Linked DNA regions of Mus musculus: region 1 is linked to region 2. A link is a contact called in public Hi-C data. All regions are on one chromosome and are shown on one strand. The core of a region is the stretch at or near the end of the contact, and the rest is flanking DNA. Distances in the headings are between cores, read along the strand shown.

Region 1 (4,768 bases), core at 1,365-3,864, 100 kb after region 2:
CAGGGTCCCTAATTGAAGAGTTGGAGAAGGGACTGAAGAAGCTGAGAGGACTTGCAGCCCCATGGAGGGAGCAACAGTGTCAACTGGCCAGACTCCCTGGAGTTCTCGGGGACTGGAACACCAACCAAAGAGTACACATGGAGGGACCCATGGCTCCAGCTACATATGTGGCAGAGGATGGCCTTGTTGGACATCAGTGGGAGGAGAGGCTCTTGGGCCTGAGGGTATTGGATGGCCCAGTGTAGGGGAATGCCATGGAGGGAAGATGAGTGGATAGGTGATTGGGGAAGGACCCTCATAAAGGCAGGGGGAGGAGGGATGGGATAGGGCATTTCTGAAGGGGAGTCCTGGAAAGTGTCTATGGATTTCTCAGCAAGAGGAGAGAGGACACACAGTGCCACACTGTGCAGCTGCTCAGAAGCTGCAGCTGGCCAAGAAGGAGCTCTGTAAGCTGCACTTACATAGCCCGTGACCTCCCAAACTGTCAGGCAGCAGAGCCAATGGACATGCCATCAACAGACTCAGATGAACCATCAGCTCCAATCCTGTAGACAACTGGCTATAAAGTAGCCAAAATGAGAATAGTGATTATTTCTCCATTCAATCAATCAATAAAACTCACACTCGTTCAGTACTATTCCAGAGCCTTCAGATCCTTCCCTCTGCCTGCCTATTCCTTTGTTCTTAGGAATGACATGATTTTACACATCTTCTGCTTCATTGATGATGACCCAGACACTGAGAGTCTGGTGACTCCATAGTGAGTTTTCTTATATTTTGCTTGTATTGCAGCCAGAACATGGTGTCTTATGCAGCTTTGTCCTAAGAACTTAGACCTCTGCTGAGGTTCTCACGACAATGTATTGCCATTTTGGGATTGACTATCAGACATCACAACTCCTGAGAAGTTAGCCAAAGCCAGGATGGTTTTCACCTCTCTCCCCCAAGTCTAAAAGGTACTCAGGTACTCAGTGGAATACTTACAGAGGGCCCCTGTTCTAGATAGAATTGATTTTCAACCTCTCTGAGTAGTTCTTTTGGTACTTCCCTGCCTCTTATCAGGCAACTGTTCTGATCTTTCAGAAACCAAGACAGTTGCTTTGCATCTAAGATCTCAGTTAATGGCCCTGAAACCCTAGGAGGCAGCTGTTATGTAAAGTCTCCTGGGGTGAGGAGGGAGCATCAATTAATACAAATGCCTTGAGTGTAAACATCAGTTATCTTCTTACATCAACCCATTAGAGACACAAATTGAAAACTGAGCAGTCTTCGTGGTTCAGCATAAGAAATGAGACTCAGGTTTTTTTCCACCCAAGCCTACTTCCATTTTCAGCTGCTCCCTCCCTCATGGAGACATCTTTGCATCTTACAAGGATTAACGAGACTTGTCTGTACTTTGAACTCAGACAGAAATGTGGATTAAATATTCCCTAGTAACATAATAAAGAGTACAGGGAGTCATAGACTCAGCACATGGCAAGGCAAGACTGTCTTGAAGCCTGAAGAGATGAAAAAGGACAGCCCAGAGTTGCTTTCTATTCTAACCTGCCTATAGATTTTTTTCAACATCCTGGCAGGAAAATTTTCCTGTCTGTCTTTTCAAGAGGGGAGCCAGACAGGGACCAGGCTAATCACTTGCTACACAGACCTGTTATTCATAGGTGAACAAGACGGTCCTCTTCTGTACTATGGCTAAGGGTATAGCCTCAGTGTCCAGCTTCCCATCCCGAGTTCTGCACACGGAAGGCCGTTCTGTCCTGCCAGGACTCAATACTTTGCTACTTTACCATCCTATGAGTCAAGTAAGAAAGAAGAAAATAGCTCCTACTCAAGAGCTATTTGTCTGTCCCTAAAGTGAGAGCCAGGTTCTCAGTTTGCCAGACCAGTGGCAAGCCAGACTATATCACATGCAGAGATCATGGGTTCTCTGGAATTGACAAGTCTGAAAGCCAGGCCAGTTCCTTATCTTACCACCTAGTGAGTGTAGAGAGAGGGAAAATCTAGGGACTCCTGAAGTGAACTTAACTCAGTCATAGAGTTTTTCTGACAGAGCCTTACCCATGCAGTCCATAGCCCTTCCCTAGAAACCTACTTCCCTGGAAATGGTAAAAATCTAGGAGGTGAATGGCTGCTTCCCTGGAGCCCCCAGATGTGCTTTGACTCCATAGTTGCTGAATTGCTCAGAGGTGACCCCTTACAACAGAAAGACGTGAAGGTCCAGATCAGATCTGCATCCTGCCACATAACATCCATGCAGCCATGGAAAGGCATTGACCTCCAAGAGACATGGTTTCTTGTCAGTAAACTAGGAAATTCCAAGACCACAGAGATTACCAGTACAAACGCATTCAACTGTAGTAACTTCTTGGCAAATAGTCACCCCCCTCCACGCCCACTGTGTGCCTTTGTTCGCCTTTTTTTTTTATTTAAAAAATAAGGGCAATTATCATTCTCTTTGGTTTGCAAACTGAATACAAATTAATAGCGTGCAGTTTCCATTTAAGCCACCCTCAGAGAGCTGTGCTGTATCATGCCATATATTTTACTGACAGTTGTTTTCGTCCCTTCTCTTTTCTCCTAAGGAAGTCCAGATGGGCCCAAGTACTTTCTCATACCCCAAAAGATCTACTCCAAGGGCTGGAATCAGGCCTGCTTCCCATCCAGATGATCTATTCATAACAAAAGCTGCCTCCTGGCCATTGCCCACAGCTGAATCCTGTTACTCTGAAGCCAGCATTTCATTTGTTTCTGATTGTCCTACAGTGTTTGCATACCTTATATATTAGTAGAGATTTTTTTTTTTGCACACAGACAGGGGTTAAGCACCCCCAAATTAACTTTTCCTCAATATCCTTTCTCCTTTGAGTCTCTGTATTACTGCTTCGGTGTTACAAACCACCTCTCTTTCCTATGATCTTATTTAAATGTAAAACAGTTTTTCTTTCAACTTAACCTCACAGCACTGCTGTTGCCTGTAGAAAAGAGGGAGGGTGTAACAGGAATTGTTTGATTATGCCCCTGCCCCACATTTCCTTACATAGGATAGTCCACAACTTTATTAAATGGACAGGCTGCATATCTATTCATGGCCCACAAGAGCTGAGCTGAAAGAGTCTCTGACTCTATTTTTTGCAACTTTTTTTTTTAAATCAAGTTGTTTCGAAAGAGAATGTCGTAGAGTCAGATTTGGTTAAATCCTGGTTTGGTCTTAGTTGTAACACACATTAAGTTAGAACTTAAGAGTTAATGCTCTGAACCTATTCTTTTTTTTTTTTTTTTCCTTTTTCATCAAAACTGAGTATAATGGACTCAGGCTTACCCGGATCTTAAGGCTAGGGGCAAAAAATGTGAAACTGGGCACCTGGAGATGGAGACTTGTTCCTTCTAGCAATTTCAGGTCTCCCAGGACTGATGCATGGTAGACTCAGGGGCCTACGGTACTGCTGACAGGAAGGAGGGCTGGGATCACTTCTGTACATCTGTCACATTTGTGATGTCCCTGGGTACGCAAGGAATAGGGCATTTCATCCTGTCTTCTCTATACCTGCCATTTCCTCTTGACTTCATGCTGTCTCGCCATTCATCAGTCTCCTTTTAAAGATGTATACGGTGAGCCTTGCCCTGGCATCTCAGCTGGGCTTGACAAACACTTTTGTTTATTTATAAACAAACGTTTATAAAGTCACAAAGGGAGGTACCACATCTAGATAGCTTTTAGTGCTCTTTGCCTAGCCATTTTAAACTTACCTTTTTATGTTAAGCCAAAACTGGAAGAAGAGTTCTACAGAGCAGATTTCTTCTTGTCTAGATTTGCATGAATGTCCTCTTAGCCATACCTGGAACACAGTGACTTGTTTGAGAGGATATGTCCAAAAGACAATAGCTAGTGCCCGTGCACAGAGATGGTGACTTTTTAAGATTTTCATGTATTTGGGAGAGCACTATAATAAAATTATGTTACTCTCCTCTTTCTCCCTCCAAAAGCTCCTATATAGCTTTCATTGTTCTTTTTCAAGCTCATGGCCTCTTTTTCATTAATTGTTGTTTATCTATTTATTTATTTTTTAACTATTTTTCTATTGCTCTATCTATCTATCCATCTGTCTGTGTAGGTCTGTCTGCCTGTCTATCATCTCTCATCTATCTATTGGCTGGTACTGGAAACCTATCCAACTGCCCAGTGCTAGTGAAGTCATGGATCTTGGATGAGAACCTACAGCCACCACCTTACCAAACCAACAAACTTCTAACTGCATTCTAATTGTTTGTCTTTATACCCACAGACGTAAGTATAGCCCTCACCCCTCATCAAGAAAATTGCTCTTTGTAAGTGTAGGAGGCTCTTACTAAATTTGCTTAAAATATTTAAGGAATTTAATCTCATAATTTGGAAGGCAGAGGCAGGTTGATTTTCATGAGTTCAAGACTGGTCTGATCTACAGAGTAAGTTCTAGGCCAGCCAAGGCTACAGTGTGAGACCCTGTCTTATATATATATAATGCCTTGTTACAAATCAACCAAGGGTTTCTTTGTCTCTACACAATATGCTATTAATGGAGTGAAGCCTCCCTATACTTACTCGTGTAAGGAATATACAGGTAATGTCTAAGCCACCCATGTGGTCTTGCTTTCTCTCCTCTTTCAAACCAGTGCGGCCACTGTACTTCACTTGAGATTTTTTTCTCTATGTAATGCCAGGCCTTAGTTTTTAAAATTAAACTCTCACGTTAATTCCAGGTAGTAAATAGAAAGTACACCTTATATGCAT
Region 2 (4,985 bases), core at 439-2,938:
CTCTGAAAATAAATATTCGTTTCCTTTTTTATTTAACTGAAACAAAGTTGGGTTTAAGGAAGACAGTTAGGTATTCTTAAGCATGAAGGTTGAGAGAAACAAAAAATGCTCAGAAGACATTAAGCCACACTTCAGAGCACTGGTATAGAATTTTCAAAGAGTCCCTGAAAGTAATGGCATCCTGAAAAGTGGGAGAGCCAATTTCCCCTCCAGGGAGCGTCTCATTGTTATCCATGGCTATAGTGTGTTTCTCCTTCCTGAATACCTTAAGTTTTACCCGAATGCTTCTCTGTAAAAAATGTCTCAGTGAACTGAGACATCTTATTTTCTTTTTGTTAAGAAGAATAGAAGGGGTAAAGCAGTAGATTGGGACATTCTAGGAGGAGGGCTCAATCCCCACTATGTGTTTTACATGCACAGATGCATACAGACAAAAGAAGACACAAAGGAGGTAAGCAATGGAAAAACAAACAGAACATCAAAATTACTCTTCTCTTTTCCATGTCAGGTTTTGCTTTTGTAGTGTCTTATGAAGTAATTTTCCTTGATGATCCTGAGTGAACATCCAATTAACAAGAGTCAACTTGATAGCATATGTGTCGTGTGTGTGTGTGTGTGTGTGTGTGTGTGTGTGTGTGTGTTCAGGCACATATGTGCCATGGTATGCATATGGATCAGAGAATAAGCCATAGAATGGGCTCTCTCTTTTACCTTGTGGATTCCAGAAATGGAATTTGGGTTGTCAGGCTTGGCAGCAAGTCCCTTTACCCACTGATGCATCTTTCTGGTTCTCAAAAAGACTTTATTTGATTAGAACAAGGTTTCAGGGTCTGCCTTACTCTTTCCTAATTAATTCAAGTGACCTGTCCCACCTTGCTGAGCCTCTGTGTCCTTTCCTGTCACATGGGGCTACAGTACAATATCTTCTTAAGGTTCTTGTGAGGTTTAGTAGCCTCCACAACCAGACTCTGCACAGTGCCTTGCATAGGGATTCCACCCTTCTCAGCCTGTCCCCTGTGTTTCATATTACCCCACATTAGCATCATTTTTGTTTTGTTTTGTTTTATTTTATGGCAAATCCAAATCCATAAACTGAGAGGATTTCATCCAGATTTTGGACTATTCGGTAATAACTTCTGATCTTTTGTTTTTGACAGTGAGATGTCTTTCTCTGAGAGCATGGGAAAACTACCTCAGCTTTTTTATGTAGTCATGACCACATTTGAACTGTTACCAGCAAGTCTAACTGAAAAGGCAACTCAATATTGCCCTGTGCTTATATTATTTTGCTCTGTCAGGAACCTGTCAGCAAGTGTTGATGAAGTGCAGAGCCAGTAGTAACAAGCGTGCATCCTGAAAGCTCCCTAACACAAGCAGCCGCAGTCGGTGCAGTGCTATTTCTTCCCAAAGAAGCCCCTCTTGTCTCTTTGCTGATGTCATTAGTGGTCCAGCCCCAGTCATTATATCTCCCCTAGAGCAATATCTTCAATGCTGCTAATTCAGTCTTTTGTATGCCTTGAACAACACAGACCCATCACAGGCCTGTGAAGTACCAGAGGCTGCAGCCAGGAATATCTTGGTAATTTATCCCCATCCTTACCTCTAATTATTCTGTTGTTCACTGGCTTGCTCAATTGAGACTCTCCAGGTTCTACATTCCCCAAGCAGAGAACAAAAGGTTTCCCTTGAGAGTGGGGCCTGGCCCTGTCAGTGCAGTGAACTGTGCATAAATTATGCAGCACTGTGGCTGGCTTTCTTTTCATAGTCTTGCTGGAGAAATTCCGGAGAAAGACCAGGCCCCTGGAACTGGGCTGGCTTATTCTTCTGAGGTTGCTTTGCTCTGAGTGTATCTGGAGAGCAAGAAGCACCCCCTGCCCCCTTCTTTTTGCTGAAGCTGCTTCAGGTTCTTCAAGAACTACAAGTGTGTTTGGTCTTTTTTTTTTTTTCCTCACTCTCTACCTGTCTAGGAAAACACAGCAGGTGCCCGCTATTAAGCTTTGCTCCGATTCCTTCATTTGACCCCTCCAACTAGACTAAACTGGCTGGGCTCTCCTTTCTGCTTTCTCAGTTATCTTTACCTCTATGAGACTGGCGCACTACCTACTGCACTAACAAGGCTCCTTTCAATTAGCCTTACTTTAAAATAATATGATTTTTTTATTAAGTCTTTGAGAATTTCATACAATGTATTGATCCTATTCACCCCCAATCCCTCTCCCTAACTCCTCTCCGATCTTCTTCTGCCTCCCTATCCACCCCAACTTTGTTTAGAAAATATAACTCATAATGTGTTGCCCCCATATCCTTAGGTGTTGGGCTTAGAAGCCCTTCACTCTCTGTCCTAGAATATTGACTGGCTTGATCTTGGGCAGGCAGCACCCATGGCATGAGCTCAGGAGCACTGTGGTCCCTGCATATGCAGAGGCCCTTTTCAATGTAGTCTTCCCATGCTTCAAGCTACCCCCACTGTCTCTCTTTCCCTCCCTTCCCCCTCTTTTTTCTCTCCCCTTTCTTCCCTACCTTTCCCCTCACTCTCTTCCTCCCTCTCTTGTCTCATTTGTAGATGGATACTCCATTGACACTTCCTCTTTTATACTTTGGCCAGAAGTGAGTTTCTGCACCATCTACCACGATCCACTGCCCAAAGAAGTTTCCCTGGTAAGGGCTGAGGGCTGCACTAATCGATGGATAGACAGAAATGAATTTAGAGGGAAATTTGATAGCCATGTAGATAGTATACAAGGATAGTGGTAGTTCAACCCTGGAACCTGTGAACTTTCCAATCTGGATTAACCTTATGTTGTTACTATTTTGGTTTATTTGTCTATGTGCATAGGATATGTTGTTTTGTTGTTTGCTTTGCTTTGATGAGATCCCCACAAAACTAATCTTCAGTCCTTATACCCTGGCAGCCAGAGCTCTGGGATCTGGGTTGAGAAGGAGCCGAGGGCTGACTTGCAATGCCATAGATCCTTACTTATTCTCTTTCAGGATGCTTTTACCCTTAACCATCTTCCTGCTGTGTGGTCCAGCTATATCTCCCTGTAGACAGTAAGGATGCCTGTCCCTCTCAGACCCTCTGGGAGTGAAACTCAGCCTCTGTGCTTCCATTCTTGTTCTCTCTTACTTCCTTGTGAATTTTTGTCTTGAAGTAATATTGAACGGTCTGCAATATGTAGAGATCATTTTTCTTCCCTTTAATAAAATAATGTGGTAACACACTCATATGTCTTCTGTCACTCAAGCATCCTTGAATGTTGCTCATATGTATTTTTTTGCACGTAAAAAATTGAATTCATTGCATGTCATGTCGACGTTTGTGAGCACAGCCTATGTTTTCTATTTGCTGTAGTGCTGTTGTTTGAATTTTGTTACATCTTATCTTAGCTTTAGCAATAAAGTAAGGAGCTATTCTGGAGTCCAGAGTACTTCAGAGGGGCCAGTTCAGTGAATGTTAGACTTTCTGGTACAACCACAGGGACTTCTAAAATATTATTGGAAGGTTGGCTTAAACTATTTACTCAGTTGCTCTAGTACTAATAGCCCCACTAAAGGTTTCTAGTGTTGTTCTGGTAAATTTTGTTTTTCTGTGAAATTGTACTTTCGTCTAAGTTTCCACAACTGCATAGTCTTGCTCATGTTATCCTTTGGCTTTCTTTTTCTGTCAATGTTTGCCTTCTCTGTGGTAATAGCTCCCGTTTCCTTCTATGACATTTGTTACTTTTAGCTTTCATCTCTGCTTCCTCTCTTTTGCTCATCATGTTTTCACATTGACTCACTGAGTTTTCTTCTCAACCTCATTCTAATCTTTCAGTTTTTCATGATTTTCCAAGGTTTCTGATTAGGTTGTTAATTTTCAGGGCTTTTCCCAGTGAAGCTCTTTATTAAGTACCACTTACACCATTTAGTGCCTGCCTATAAAATGCTTTTTTCCTTTCTCCTATACAAATATGTAGAAATTGTCCAACTATATTCATGCTGTTTAATTCCACAGTAGAGGTAATTATAATTCATTTTTATCATTTACACAATTCTTCAAAGTACTAGAAGGACAATATCATATTTCAGAATAATTATTTATGTTTTTTTCATTTTTGCGAGTTATTATTCTTATATATTTTCTGTGTTTGTGAATGTGTTGTGAGCAAGTGTGACGGTTCGTGTGAGTATGTGTGCACACGTGAGTAAAGACCAGAGGTCAACCTCCTATGATATACTAGGTTCCATCCTCCTTACCTTTTTGGAAACAAAGTCTCTTTGGGCTAGAGTTCACTGATTAGGCTCAGCTGACTGCCAAGTGTCGGCCTGGCAGTGAGTCCCCAGGGTCACCTGTCTTTGCCTAGCCAGTGCTTGAATGTGTAACATTTAAAAATGTTGTCTGTCAAGACCAGTGAAGTGCCTCAGAGGGTGAAACTGTTTGATGTGCAATGCTAAAGGTCTGAATGAGTCCCCAGAATGCACACAAAGTGAAGAAAAGCTTTCTCCCGAGCTTTACATATGTGCTGTGCTAAATGCCCACCCTCATGTCTACCCAAACATTATATTCGTTGAGTGCACAATGATAAAAGTAAAGAAATAGAAGCTGCAGACGTTGCTCAGTAGCTGTGAGCTTGCTCTGCTTTTGTAGAGGACCCATGTTACGTTCCTAGCACCCTGTGATGGACAGATCACAAGCTCCTGTAACTCTATAAGATCTGTAGATACACACACACATACAAGCACACACACACACACACACACACACACACACACACACATATACATAAATAAAATTAATAAAAATAATTCTAAAACTAATTTTAACATTTAAAAGTTATATCATAGTTTTTATGAATATATTTTAGAAAAAAGAACTATCAGATTGAAAAATATATGCTGGAAGTATTTACTTTACTTCTAAGGCTATTTTGAATTTTCTCTTTTTAGTAAGTTGTGACATTGATGCCATTCTTTTTCTGTGTAATCTTGTAGTATCTGACTTGACC

What was found. A called contact is a pair of places that touch in the nucleus more often than the background predicts.
Region 1: a Hi-C map of uterus shows a contact between it and region 2, with 2.3 times the contacts expected there. The contact joins two enhancer-like sites. A contact is called at or near these places in 1 of 15 datasets of contacts at CTCF or cohesin (CD8 T cells), 4 of 484 Hi-C or Micro-C datasets (bone marrow-derived macrophages, nephron progenitors and uterus) and 1 of 115 datasets of contacts at active chromatin or transcription factors (embryonic stem cells).

The regions. Positions count from the first base shown.
Region 1 is chr4:95,786,432-95,791,199 of GRCm38.p6, forward strand. The region is part of intron 8 of Fggy (FGGY carbohydrate kinase domain containing); the gene reads left to right. Among named protein-coding and RNA genes, the nearest start is that of Hook1, 180 kb to the right of the region's middle. Within about 2 kb of position 2,615, at least 10 of the 459 cell types and tissues checked have an H3K27ac peak or open chromatin away from gene starts, as enhancers often do. A contact at or near this core is called in uterus, where this site is marked.
Region 2 is chr4:95,683,248-95,688,232 of GRCm38.p6, forward strand. All of the region lies in intron 5 of Fggy (FGGY carbohydrate kinase domain containing), which reads left to right. Among named protein-coding and RNA genes, the nearest start is that of Fggy, 130 kb to the left of the region's middle. Within about 2 kb of position 1,689, at least 93 of the 459 cell types and tissues checked have an H3K27ac peak or open chromatin away from gene starts, as enhancers often do. A contact at or near this core is called in uterus, where this site is marked.